Regions from separate parts of the Sus scrofa genome. Here region 2 is linked to region 1. The links are chromatin contacts, called in public Hi-C maps. All regions are on one chromosome and are shown on one strand. Each heading gives the region's core, a stretch centred on a gene start, on an enhancer-like site or on the middle of the called end of the contact. The rest is flanking DNA. Distances are from core to core; before and after follow the strand shown. Region 1 overlaps M1AP (meiosis 1 arrest protein). Region 2 holds the start of LOC100513982 (retinol dehydrogenase 12-like).

What was found. A called contact is a pair of places that touch in the nucleus more often than the background predicts.
Region 2: a contact with region 1 is called in a Hi-C map of retroperitoneal adipose tissue, with 2.2 times the contacts expected there. The contact joins the promoter of LOC100513982 here to the enhancer-like site in region 1. A contact is called at or near these places in 11 of 47 Hi-C or Micro-C datasets (alveolar macrophages, embryonic fibroblasts, fetal liver and 7 more) and 1 of 2 datasets of contacts at active chromatin or transcription factors (alveolar macrophages).

What each region holds. Positions count from the first base shown.
Region 1 is chr3:68,455,312-68,461,997 of Sscrofa11.1, forward strand. All of the region lies in intron 4 of M1AP (meiosis 1 arrest protein), which reads left to right. Among named protein-coding and RNA genes, the nearest start is that of DOK1, 39 kb to the right of the region's middle. Within about 2 kb of position 4,795, at least 16 of the 83 cell types and tissues checked have an H3K27ac peak or open chromatin away from gene starts, as enhancers often do. A contact at or near this core is called in liver, mesenteric adipose tissue, retroperitoneal adipose tissue and 1 more, where this site is marked.
Region 2 is chr3:68,620,928-68,628,364 of Sscrofa11.1, forward strand. LOC100513982 (retinol dehydrogenase 12-like) reads left to right here and starts at 3,183. Exons shown (of 6, transcript XM_005662442.3): 1 at 3,183-3,426; 2 at 3,608-3,847; 3 at 4,126-4,215; 4 at 7,384-7,437. The coding sequence starts at 3,249. C3H2orf81 (chromosome 3 open reading frame, human C2orf81) reads left to right here. Exons shown (of 4, transcript NM_001244876.1): 2 at 404-634; 3 at 724-945; 4 at 1,053-2,498. The coding sequence ends at 2,426.

The DNA.
Region 1 (6,686 bases), core at 3,545-6,044:
TGCTCAGTTCTGCTCATGGGACTCCCAGATTCTCCTCTTATCTTTCTTTTCCTTTCTTTTTTTTTTTTTTTTATTTCTTTTAGGACCACATCTGTGGCATATGGAAGTTCCCAGGCTGGTGGTTGAATCGGAGCCATAGCTGTCAGCCTATACCACAGCCACAGCGACACTGGATCCCAGCCACATCTACGACCTACACCACAGCCCACAGCAACGCCAGATCCTTAGCCCATTGAGTGAGTCCAGGAATCAAACCCTCATCCTCATGGGTACTAGTCAGGTTTGTTACCACTGAACCACAGCAGGAACTCCTCTCGTCTTTCCACCACTCCCCACTACTGCCGCCACAGAGCAAGGCAGCATGTGTGGGAGGCCTAGGCTGAGACATGGGCATCCCACACAAGCTGGTACTTCGGCACGTCTTCAAACAAATATATTTTTTTGGCTGCACCTGCAGCATATGAAAATTCCCAGGCCAGGGATTGAGCCTTTACCACAGCAGTGACCCAAGGCACTACAGTGACAATGTTGGGTCCTTAACCCTGTGTGCCACAAGAGAACTCCCAAAACAAATATTTTTAAAATACTAATTCAACAATTGTTTAGGAGCCAAGAGCTACAAAGAGAAAGAAAAAAGAAAGGAATACTGGCTCTGCTCTTCCCCAGCCTTGCATGCCTCCTGAAGCAGAGCCAAAGCCTTGCAATAATGGAACCTACCCATCTTAGAAATAGGTGTGGTGACTACCTGTCATTACCTGAGTGTGTTCCTTTGGGGATCTCATCCTTCACTCCAGCAGGTTACCTGCCAGTGCTCACTTCTCCCTTATTTCTGTTTCAGGCTTCTTGCTATTCCTTCAATACACCAAGGTCATTCTCATCTCAAGACCTTTGAACTTGCTGATTCCTCTATAAGGAACAATCTTCCCACAAATATTTTCATGACTCACTTCTTCACTTCGTTGAAGTCTCTGCTCAATTATCACCTTCTTAGAGTCTACTTCTTCCCTGGCCAGCCAAGATAAAAATACACACACACACACACACACACACACACACACACACACACACACATCCTGATTTTTCTTCATAGTTACCTATCATCCATAGCTGTCTTCCAGGTTTCTTTTTTTTCTTTTTATGGCCTTACCCGCAGTATATGGAAGTTCCCGGGCTAGGGGTCGAATCAGAGGTGCAGCTGCCAGCCTACATCACAGCCACAGCAATGCCAGATCCAAGCTGCATCTGTGACCTACACCACAGCTTGCAGCAAGCCAGATCCTTAATCCCCTGAACGAGGCCAGTAATCAAAAAACTTGAATCCTCACAGACACTATGTCAGGTTCTTAACCCACTAAGCCACAACAGGAACTCCTGTTTTCTGTTTTATTTGTTTGTCACCCATTCTCCCATTAGAATGGTAAGCCAAGAAAGCAGAGAATTTGTCTCTTTCATTGTTGACACTGAGCAGTGCCTAGCTCATTGAAGGCACTAAATAATTATTTGAATGACAAATGAATGAATAAATGAATGGAGTTCCCACTGTGGCCCAGTGGGTTAAGGGCCTGGCATTGTCTCTGCAATGGCTCGGGTCACTGCCAAGGTGAGGGTGCAATCCCCAGCCCCACTCAGTGAGTTAAGGATCCAGTGTTGCCAAAGCTGTGGCATAGGTCTCAGCTGCGGCTCAGATTCATTCCCTGGCCTGGGAACTTCCATATGCCTCAGGTGCAGCCCCCCCAAAAAAATGAATGAATAAGTGAATGAATGACAAAGAACAGTAAACTTTCTCTATCTCATTACACTTCTACTGAAGCTGTAACCCCTCTTGTAGAGAGGGACCTAGGAAGATGGTCGCCACTTGGTCAGTCCTGCCCTCTCTGAGGAGGACACACTGCCTTAACTCCCACTGCCCCTGCCACCTTGTTTCCAGGGGCTTCTCCTTTTTTCCAGGGTCCAATAGTTACCACCACAAATGAGGCAAATGAGCTCAGAAAGACAGGCTAGACTGTCTCCAACATTGTGAGTTGTTGGAGTCATTGACTTAAAAACAGTGGTTGAATGACTGTGCACAGTTGTTCCTGAGAAAACTTTGTCTGCTCTGATCACTTATCTTAGCTGTTAACATCCTGAAGGTACTCCTGTATTCAGAGCAGACAGTTCTGAGTGTAAACTGAACCAGGGAGGCTAAGATACCATGATTTTGGAGTTTCTGCAGCGGTTCTTGACATTTTGGGGGTCACCGAGCTCTTCTTAGAATCCGATAAAAGCTAAGTGCCTCCCTTCTCCAGCCTAGCAAAATATACTTGTACACCTACAGACAAAATTATCTACAATTTCAGGGGTTCCCAGAACCCCTGAAGTCCATCTGTGACACTCACAGACAGGTGACATGGTGGTCATTTAGAAAGAAATTTGTCTGGGACTTGCCGTTGTGGCTCAGTGGGTTAAGAATCCGACTAGGATCCGTGAGGATGTGGGTTCGATCCCTGGCCTTGCTCAGTGGGTTAAGGATCCGGCGTTTCCATGAGCTGTGGCTGTGGTGTAGGTTGGCAGCTGCAGCTCCAATTGGACCCCTAGCCTGGGAACTTCCATATGCCACAGGTGTGGCCCTAAAAAGACAAAAAAGAAAGAAGGAAAGAAAGGACAAAAGGAAGGAAGAGAAAGGAAAGGAAGGAGGGAAGGAAGGGAGGAAGGGAGGGAAAGGAAAGAAAGGAAGGAAGAAAGAAAGAGAAAGAAAACGAGAGGAAGGAAGGAAGAAAAGAAAAAAGAAGGAAGAGAGAGAGAGAAATTGATCTGGAGTTCCTGTGTGATTCAGTTGGTTAAGGACCCAACATTGTTACTGCAGTGGCTTGAGTTGCTCCTGTGACTCAGGGTTGATCCCTGGCGCAGGAACTTCCGTATGCCACAGGCACCGGGAGAGACAGACAGGTAGAGAGACAGAGGAAGGAAGGAAGGTAGGAAGTGAGAGAGGGAGGGAGGAGGTGGGGGAGGTAGAGAGGAAGGAAGGAAGAGGTCTGGCCTACAGGTCAAGACCTTTATGGGACCAGGGAGGATGTGTAAGACTGGCCAAGAGCACCATTTTCTTTTAGACTTTCTATGTCAAGAGAGAAATATAGCTATTATATTTCTATGTGTTATATTATATGTGTTAAAGTGTTAAATTCTCCCCTTTTCTTTTTTGGTCTTTTTATGTTTTCAAGGCTGCTCCCACAGCATATGGAGGTTCCCAGGCTGGGGGTCAAATTGGAGCTGTGGCCACCAGCCTACACCACAGCCACAGCAACTTGGGAATTGAGCCATGTCTGTGACCTACGTCGCAGCTCACTGCAACGGCAGATCCTTGACCCACTGAGCGAGGCCAGGGATAGAACCCACGTCCTCATGGTTCCTAGTGGGATTGGTTTCTGCTGCGCCACGACGGAAACTCCAAATTCTCCCATTTTAAACATATTCCAATTGTGTAACCCTGTTTCAGGGTTGACTTCTGAGAAGGATTGCTTAGGCATTACTTTATTTTCAATCATGCGGCTTTCTTAGTCTTTCCCATTACTGCGGCCCTTCCAGAAAAGCCTAAAAAAGAGCTCAATGGTGAATGTCACTGCTTGTGGCCACAAGGGGGCAGAGTAGGTCCAAAAACAGAATGGGAATGCTGGCTGCCCCTAAACTGCAATGGACCAAGCCCTTTCTCATTTGTCATAAACACCCAGACACTCAGAGCTGTGCCTTCACTCCCATAACCTTTCTCATTCATAACCTCAGTGTGACCAGTCTCACTGACTGCCCTGCTCACCAGTCAGCATGGAAGCTCTTCTTCAACCCCCGAGGAGTGAGAAGTCTCCTCCCCATGCCTCAGGTCTGGCACATTTAGTTAAATTTGTGAGGAACACAGTACGGAGTTGGTATTATGCATGTTGTGATAGGAAGAAAGTCACCAAGACAAGTGATGGGGGGGAAAAAAAGAGTTTGAAAAAAGGAAAGCACATTCTTTTCTTACAATAGCAAATCACTTTGTTGACGAGAGAAAAGGAAGAAAATACCATTTTTTGTTGGGCCTACTGATTACACAGGTATCATCTTACTTTTTTTGCTTTTTTCTTTTCTTTTTTTTTTTTTTTTTTTTTTTTTTTTTTTTTGCTTTTTAGGGCCACAGCCATGGCATATGGAAGTTCCCAGGCTAGGGATCAAAGCAGAGCTACAGTTGCCAGCCTACACCACAGCTACAGCAACATGGGATCTGAGCCAGGTCTGCCACCTACACCACAGTTCTCGGCAACACTGGATCCTTAACCCACTGAGCGAGACCAGGGATCAAAGCCCCATCCTCATGGATCCTAGTCGGGTTCGTTAACCACTGAGCTGCAAAGAAAACTCCTAACTTCTTATGCCTCCTATAACTATGAAATATTTTATACTATCCCCACTTTTCCCAAAGTCACATAGCTAACAGCTTTCAAGCTGCGATTCAAACCCTGGGTCTTTCTGCTATATTCCACCACCTTTCATAAACTAAGGAAAAGAAAACCCTTTAGAAGAAACAAAGTAACAAGTAAATTAATATTGCCCAAATGGAGCCCACAGATATCCAGGGGGTGCTGGTTACAGCCAAATAGGATATAAATAAATAAGCATAACTTCCTGGACAAAGTTAGTTCTGAGTTGAATTCTGGAGGAGGTGCAGGCCGTAGATTGACAAGAGTAATAAAAGCATTAAGGAAGGAAGGAAGTCACGTGGCAAGGAGACCAACTTAGTTGAAACAGAAGAGTTTCAGGAAAAAGCAATGAGAGCTGAGGAGGAGGGAGCAGTTGTTAAACTCAGCAGGCATTTGCTAAGCCTCAGCTCTGCACAAGCTACTGAGCGGGGGGCTGGGGATGTAGCGTCTCAGCAGGAAGAGAAGAGGAGGGTGTCTGAGCCATCACAGAATACAGGAAGAATGGGGGTATCTGAGGAATAATGAATAGTAACAAGTGGTACAGGATGAGTAAAGGGAGTAAAGAAGCTGACAGCAGGAAGGCACTATGTGCTCTTTAGCAAAGGAAGGATCTGAAGAAACCATGCTTTAGAAACATTAGCTGGTAGTAAGAAGTACCAGAGAGGAAGGGATGGAGTTTGATGAAATAGCTGAGACGCTACTGCCGTGATCCAGGCACAAGGAAATGAATGCCTGGACCAGTGACAGAGAAAATGGAAAAGAAGTTCTCCCTTCAAAGTGTTCCAGTTTAGGAGTTCCTATCGTGGCCCAGCGGAAACGAATCCGACTAGGACCCATGAGGTTGCGGGTTCCATCCCTGGCCTCACTCAGTGGGTTAAGGATCCGGTGTTGCCATGAGCTGTGGGGTAGACGGAAGATGCGGCTCAGATCTGGCACTGCTGTGGCTGTGGTGTAGGCTGGCAGCTGTAGCAGCTCCGACTCGACCCCTAGTCTGGGAACCTCAATATGCTGCGGGTGAAGCCCTAAAAAACAAACAAACAAAAAAAAAAAAGTGTTTCAGTTTACACACTAGTCTTTAGCTTGGGTAATGTGACTGTCCTTGAGAAGGTCCCTGCAAAAACAGATGACTCAAATCTGAAGCACAACACCTCTACGGCGATTGCTTGAGAACTTTTGCAAAGGAAGGAGCTCTGCTCCATGGCTCTCCCAAGAACCTGTAGATTAAGAAGTTGGAAAGAACACTATATACAAAAATAAACTCCAAATGGATTAAAGACTTAAGTGTAAGACCCGAAACCATAAAACTTCTAGGAGAAAAACATAGTGCGCTCTTTGACATCAGTTTTAGCAATATTTTTTTTGAATAGGTCTCCTCAGTCAAGGGAAGCAAAAGCAAAAATAAACAAATGAAACTACATCAAACTGAAAAGCTTTTGCACAGTGAAGGAAACTGTCAAAATGAAAAGGCAGGCTACTGAACAGGAGAAGATATTTGCAAGTGATTTTCAGACGATATATCTGAAAGGGGGGTAATATCCAAAATAGCCAAAGGACCTATACAAGGACCTATATTAAAAAAATAAAAAAAAGAAACCATTAAAAATAGGCAGAGGGCCTAAATAGACGTTTTTCCGAAGAAACATACAAAGAGTCAACATATGAAAAGAGGCTCTCATCTTTAACATCACTGATCATCTGGGAAATGCGAATCAAAACCACGATCACTTCACACCTGTCAGAAAGGCTACTATCAAAAGGACCACTCATAAGTGTCAGCAAGGATGTGGAGAAAAGGAAACCCTTGGGCTCTGTTGCTGGGATGTAAATTGCTGCAGCCACAATGGAGAACAATATGGAAGTTCCTCAAAAAAATTAAAAATTAGAGCTATCACATGATCTAGCAACTCTATTCCTGGGTGTTTGTTCGAAGAAGACAAAAACACTGCTTTAAAAAGATAGGCACAACGTTGTAAATCAACTATGCTTTAATAAAAATTTTTCTAAATTAAAAAATAAAAATATATGCACCCCTGTGTTCATTGTAGCATTATTTACAGCCGTCAATATATGGAAGAAACCTAAGTGCCCATTAACAGATGAATAGATAAAAAAGAGGTGGGGTGTGTGTGAGTGTGTGTGTATACATGCACGTACATACATAGATATATATACAACAATATATGTGTGTATATGTATATATATACACAACAGAATATTACTCAGCCATACAGGAAAAAAGAATGAAATATTGCCATTTGC
Region 2 (7,437 bases), core at 1,933-4,432, 160 kb after region 1:
CAGGTGGAAGTTGTCAGGACAGGGATCAACCCTGTGCCACAGTTGGGGCAACAATGCCAGAAGGGAACTTCAGTCTTATGATTTTAAAAACTTTCATGTGAAGTTTTAACATATTTGGGAATATCTGTCCTTTCAAAAATTTGTTGCAAATGTTTTTGTTTGTTTGTTTGTTTAGGAAGCAGGATAAAGTCAAGCTCTGGAGTCAGAGAAACCTGTATCTGGAGTATGACTCCACTACTTCCTTGTTCTGTGATCCTGGGGAAATTGTCCTTTTCAAAAGGCTCTTCCTTCCTACTAGATAACTCTAGCAAGCTTCCTCCTAGCGCATAAAAGCGTCTCCCCGCCTTGGTTTCCAGCCCTGATTATCCTGTTTTTTTTGTTTTTGTTTTTGTTTTCCCCACAGAGGCAGGAGAGGCAGGCACGAGACCGCGGGATGACTCGATCCAAGGCGGAAAAGGTCCGGCCGCCAACAGTTCCGGTGCCACAGGTGGACATCGTGCCTGGGCGGCTTACTGAGGCCGAGTGGATGGCGCTCTCGGTTCTTGAAGAGGGCGAGGAAGTGGTGGGGGACATCTTGGCTGATCTGCTGGCCCGAGTCATGGACTCCGCCTTCAAAGTCTACCTGACCCAGCAGGTGGGCCTGGATCCTGGTCCTTCAGACCCATCTCCCCTCTCCCTGACCCCTTCCTGCTGGCCTGAGACCCTCTTTCGCCTCCTCCTCAGTGCATTCCATTCACCATCAGTCAGGCACGGGAGGCCATGCTGCAGATCACCGAGTGGCGCTTCCTGGCCCGGGACGAGGGAGAAACTGCAGTGGCAGAGGACCCTACGTGGGGAGAGGACGAAGAACCTTCCGCTTGCACGACGGACGCCTGGGCTCAGGGATCCGTGCCCGTGCTGCACGCGCCCACCTCGGTGGGGCTGGAGGAGACCTTCCCAGGCGAAGTAAGCCCAGCCCCCAGCTACCTCCCGCCACTCACCTTAGTGCCTCTCTCCCCTTTGCGACGTCTCACTACTCAACTTCTCACCACCACCCTGGTGCATTTCCCCAGGACCGAGGGAGCGTGGATCAGATCACTTTAGGAAGATCGTGGATGGATACAGGCTCTCAGGAACCGATGGAACCTTGGGACCGCTGTCTTCCAGAGCAGAGGGTCGTCCCAGGTCCCTCATCCACCCTGGAGCTGCTTAAGGAGACAGGGCCTCGAGGTCCTTTAGAGGAATTGGAACTGGACGGCCAGGCGAGGGGCCACCTCTCCTCGGTCGGATGCTTGACCGTGAGCAGCCAACTGTCGATGGAGATGGCGGTCGCAGGCGGTCCTCACCTTTCTCTGGAGCCGACCCCGGTTGCCAGCCCCAAGGGCTCGGTCGAGAAGGCACAGCCCTTCAGCTCCCCGTTCTCTCTCGAGGACCTCTACTATTGCACGCCCCAGGCTCAGGCGGCTGGAGACAGGATGGAGCCCAAGAAGGAGGAGGTGCCCTTCATCTCCTCGAGCGGTTCGGTGTCTGGAACTTCTGCTGGTGGTCTCAGCACGCTCAGCTCCTCCTCTGGGTTCCAGCCGCAGCAGCTCTGGCGCCCCGATGCGCGGCCCAGCTCACTTCGCGGCAGAATTGGCCCCAGCGCGGAGATGGAGCGCCTGGACCCCGCGCGGCTGCCTCGCCGCTGGGTGCGCCCCCTGGCGGAGGTTCTGGTCCCAAACTCCGAGATGCGCCCCCAGAAAGCCTACCGCGGGTGCCTGCAGAGCCGGAAGACCGAGGCCCCGGCCGGTCCGCAAGCCCCCGGTCCCGACGTCCGCGTCTCCCCATCAGTATTCTACCCTCTCCCGCCTGGCGTTCCTTTCCGAGCCTTGGCCCCCGGCCGCAGACTCCAATTCCCCACTTTAAGCTCAGGCCTACCATCGCCAGGCTTTGGTTCAAAGCTGCCCTTCCCCAGTTCCAGGCTCCGCTTTCCCATCACACACTCGGTGCTCCCAGATGTGGCCCACAGTCCTAGTCCCAAACTATGGCCAGGTGCCAAGTGGCCCAGCGGCTGGGAAGGGGAGGCCGAATTGCTGGGCGAGCTGTGGGCCGGCCGCACCCGCATACCTCCTCAGGGCCTGGACCCTGGGTACCGGGAGAGCCAGGATCCTCACAAGTGGCCTCATCCCGCGCCCCAAGTTCTTGAGGCCACATCCCAGGTGATGTGGAAGCCGATGTTGCTGCCTGAAGCCTTAAAGTTGGCTCCTGGTGTGAGCATGTGGAACCCAACCACCCAGGAGCTGCTCAGCTCTGCTGAACCTCAACAGGAGGACAAAAAAGGCAGCACCTCTCCTCCCATCCACACAGGTGCCCCAGAACCACAGGTGACTGTGGCACAGATCGTGAACAACTCAACGCCCAAAATGTGGTCACTCCCCTTCAACCACCTGCTCCATTATGAGCCCTGAACCTCAGGCGGTGGGACTCCTACCCTCCTTCTGTCTACTTGCTGGAAATAAACACCTGAGTTGTCTTAGGAATTGGCCTGTGTCTCTGTCAGTTTCTTCCAAGTGTGTGTTCTCACTGAACTGGAGAGGTCAGGGATATAGAACATTGGCTCCAGGGGTAATTGCATGACTATGCTTAGGAGACTCTGCTTTAGGGCCAGAGAGGCTGAGGCATTCTAGAGAATCATCCCCCTCTCCACCAAGGAGCACATATAAGGGTTGCAAGTAGAGTCTGCCTCAGTTTAGAGAACTTAGAGATTGTCCTTCCACTAGGGGGGAGGAAGTGATTCAGGACATGAGGAATTTGGGAGATTCCTGGTGGTGTAGCGGGTTAAGGATCCCTTGTCCCTGTAGCAGCTCAGGTTGCTGCTGTGGCTCACATTCCACCCCTGGCCCAGGAACTTCTACATGCCATGGATGGTGGAGAAAAAAAAAAAAAAAAGACCTGAATTTGATTTCCAGTCTCTGGAGCTCTGTCAATTCACCTTAAAGTGCAAATCCAAGTTTCACTGGGAGGCAAATTTGAACCTATTCTGGGAAGCCCTGACTCTCCTGATCTTTGACTTGAACCAGCATTGGAGTGAGGCAATTGGGTAGCTAGGGAAAACAATTTAAGGAGGAATTCACTTTCACTTTCAAACGGGGTGCTTGAACACATCCAAGTATGCGTGCCTCCTTAAATTTTGTGCCTAGTACTCTACAACAACCTTTTGGCTAGTCCTTATTTGTTTTCCCACTCTCCCAGTGGGCAGCACTTCCAGTGGCAGGCCAGCATTCTCTGCCATGTCTCTGTGGTCTCTGCTCAGCAGCCCTGTCTGGGGTCTTGGCTTTGTCCTCCTCATTCTGGTCCCTCTGCTTAGACTAGGTGTACAGATCTGGTATAAGATCCATCTTTGGGACCTCCAAGGCTGCTCCACAGATCTGACTGGGAAGACAGCGGTGGTGACTGGAGCCAACAGTGGTGAGTGCTCTTCCAACCCTGACACCTCCCTAAGGACCCTAGCCTCCAACAGCCTCAACAGGGAGGGCAGGAGGAGGACCAGCACCCACTATCAGAAACTTTGTCCCCCCCCAACCCCCCTTGCTCCACTGTCCTCTGGTGACTCCCCAGACTAGCCTTCTCTGAAGCTGCCTTCCCACAGGCATTGGGAAGGCTGTGTCCCAGGAGCTGGCTCGTCGCGGAGCACGTGTGATCCTGGCCTGCCGTAGCCGTGAGCGTGGACAGGGAGCCCTGACTGAGATACAAGCAGCCACCAGGAGCAACCGCCTCCTGCTTGGTGGGGTGGACCTGAGCTCTATGGCCTCCATCCGGAGCTTTGTTCAGTGGCTTCTGCGAGAGTCTCCTGAGATACATCTACTGGTTAACAATGCTGGTGTCTCTGGTATGTGCCTTGATTTGCTTCCCCTCAACACATTTCTGGAGCCTCCTTTCTTGCTCAGGTATCCTCCAAGCCTAACCTGTACATCCCATGGAAATACTAATTCAGACACTATCCTAAAAAGTCTACCTTAAGTTATAGCCTCAAACATCATTGCCTCCATCTTCAGCATACATGCTCCTGTGGCATTTCCACTGAACCCCAATATATTCTCCCCAGATTTTGTCTTCCTCAGAGTTGTCACTCCATCACCCACCACCTACATTTTCATCTCCTTCCAGGATTCCCAAGAACACGTACCCCGGAGGGTCTTGATCTCACCTTTGCCACCAACTACATTGGGCCTTTTCTGCTCACAAATCTGCTCCAAGGTAAGGAAGGATGGGTGCTTACCTTCTGTGCTGCCCACGCTTCTCCATTCCCCCGGTGTTTTCGAGGCTTACTGTCTCACCTCTTTTCCCTTGGCACCTGGACACTTGCTGAGTGATGACCTCGGATGCTTTTCCTAGACACAACAGGGAACCCACCAGGCACCAGTCAGGATTAGAAGGCTGGTAATGGAATCACTCAGCCCCAGATATAACCAGTGAGAGGATATAAGATCGACATCCCACCTCTCCTCCCCCCAGCTCTGAGTTCTAGGCAGCCCAGTAGAGTCAGTCATCTCAACAAAACGTCTTGAGGGTGGCACTAGGCCAGTGGGATTAAGGTGGTTTGGGTTTTTCAGGGAGGGGGGCAGTGGGCAGCAGGCACATTCTCCCTAATATTTTCTCTGGATTGTCTAATCGCCTCTTGAAAAGAAAATTGAGGACATTCCCGTCGTGGCTCAGTGGTTAACGAACCCGACTAGGAGGATGCAGGTTCGATCCTTGGCCTTGCTCAGTGGGTTAAGGCTCCAGAGTTGCTGTGAACTGTGGTGTAGGTTGAAGACGCAGCTTGGATCCCATGTTGCTATGGCTGTGGCATAGGCCGGCAGCTGTAGCTTCTCTTCGACCCATAGCCTGGGAACTTCCACGTGGGTTCGGCCCTAAAGAAGCCAAAAAAACCCCAAAAAAACAAACAAACCAAAAAAAAAAAAAAAAAAAAAAAAAGAAAGAAAGAAAATTGATGTTTTGGCCAGGTAACACAAATCCAAAGTACAAAATTGGAGTTCCCGTGTGGCTCAGCAGTTTAAGGATCTGTGTTGTCACTGCGGTGGCTTGGGTTGCTGCTGAGGGGCTGGTCTGGCCTGGGAACTTCTGCATGCTGAGAGTATGGTCCAAAACACAAAGAAAGCAAGTGCAAAATTGAATGTACGCCATCCTTTATACGATAAACTAAGCTGAGAGCCTGACCTTTGCCTTTCCCAAATCCACGCCCTCATTTCTGGCCAGATGATCTGCATCTCTTGCATCACACTGTTTTGTTTTGTTTTATTTTGTTTAATTCTGACTGTGCGTTTGCACATGTGTTTCTCTCCATCTGAAATATCCTTCCCCATCCCTTTAGACTGCCTAACTTTTGTTCAGCTGCCAACACTCAGCACATATATCATTCATGCTGGGGCTCCCTCCTGGACACCTCAGCCTGCTCCAGCTGCCCCTTTCACCCCTGTGCACACCTCTGTTCCTGCACTGATGTTACTGTATGAAGATTAATCTCCTACTAGGCTGTGAACCCCTTTGGTCTTTATGTCACTATGTCTGCAAGTTTGGGGTTCATTGTCCTCTTTGAGAATACTTTTCTTTCCAACAGGTTTTGGCAAATACTTCCTACTCAATTTTTCATTTGTGATTCTTCATTTAAATGGAGGGCTCAAAATAATTTTAGCATTTGGAAACAATAAGTAAACTCATAGGTGACAACCACTATTTTTCTTACTTTATATAATCCAGACTTTTTTTGTATAGTTAGGAACTCATTTTTTTTCCTTTTCTTGGTGGAACTTGAAACATATGGAAATATCCAGGCCAGGGATTGAATCTGAACTATAACAATGACCCATGCCACAGCTGTGGCAATTTTTGATCCTTAATCCACTGCATTGGACCATGGATTGAACCCACAGCCTCAGCAGCATCTGGAGCCAGGGCAGAGCCCTTAACATGCTGTGCAACACAGCACGAACCCCAGGGACTCATTTCTTTTTACAGCCATTATTTTATATTCCTTTATTATTAATTTTTTATTATTTATTTATTTATTTTGGTCTTTTTGTGTTTTTATTTTATTTATCTATTTATTTATTTATTTATTTGTCTTTTTGCCTTTTCTAGGGCTGCTCCCGAGGCATATGGAGGTTTCCAGGCTAGGGGTCTAATTGGAGCTGTAGCCACCAGCCTACGCCAGAGCCACAGCAATGCAGGATCCAACCTCTTGGTTCCAAGTCGGATTCGTTAACCACTGCGCCATGACGGGAACTCCGGTCTTTTCGTCTTTTTCGGGCCACACCCACAGCATATGGAGGTTCCCAGCCTAGGTGTCCAATCAGAGCTGTAGCTGCCCGCCTATTCTAGAGCCATAACAATGCAAGATCCAAGCTGTGTCTATGACCCACACCACAGCTCACAGCAAGGCCGGATCCTTAACCCACTGAGCAAGGCCAGGGATTGACCTGCATCCTCATGGATGCTAGTCAGGTTCATTAACCACTGAGCCATGACGGGAACTCCCAGGAGCTCGTTTAAAAAAAAAAAAATTTTCACTGGAGTTTCTGCTGTGACACAGTGAGTTAAGGATTAGCTGTGGTGTAGGTTGAAGCTGGAGCTTGAATCTTATCCCTGGCCTGGTAACTTCCATAGGCCGTGAGTGCTGCCAAAAAAAAAAAGATTTAACTTGTTCTGTTGATAGTAATTTTACTTTCACTCTTTTTTTTTTTTGGCCTCGGCTGTAGCATATGGAAACCAAGCCAGAGCTATGGCCAAGGATTGAACTGGCGCCTCCCTGGAGAGAAAACCTGGATCATTAACCCACTGCACCATAGCAGGAGCTCCCTACTTTCACTCTCTGGGAAGATAGTTAATAGTTAAAAATACAAAAAACACTTTCCCAAGTGTCTCTGTACATCTTTTCCCCTAAACCAGCACTCATACAGCCTTAACATCTAGCTTGGTGTCTGCTGTCATCCAGAATGAATAAGTAAATGAATGAATGTATGAATGTGTGAAAGACAGCTTTCACAGTGTTTCAAGCCTCTCCATCCCCCGCTTAGCCATCAGTGAGATGAAAATACAAACAAGGATCCATTAAATTAGCTCCAGTTGGCAAGTGGAAGTAAAAGAAGGCAAAACTCCATTTTTATTTTAGGCCCCAAACCCCCCACTAAAATAAAACAAGAGGAAGAGCATTAGGAAAGCAGCTAATGAAAATGAAGCCTCAGTTCACACTAAGCTTTTCTGCGCCTCTCTTGGGTGCCTGCGTGGGGGGCCTGCTGACCATCTCCTGCAAGTCTGTGATGGGCCCTGTTCTCCTGGAATCTCACGGAGAAGCAGGCTGGGGAGTGGGCATGGGAGTTTACTCCAGGACTTGGATTGAAGGTGTGTGGTCCTCTCTCCACTCAGGGGCCCTACAACGGGCAGGGTCAGCTCGAGTAGTGAATGTGTCTTCCTTCCGGC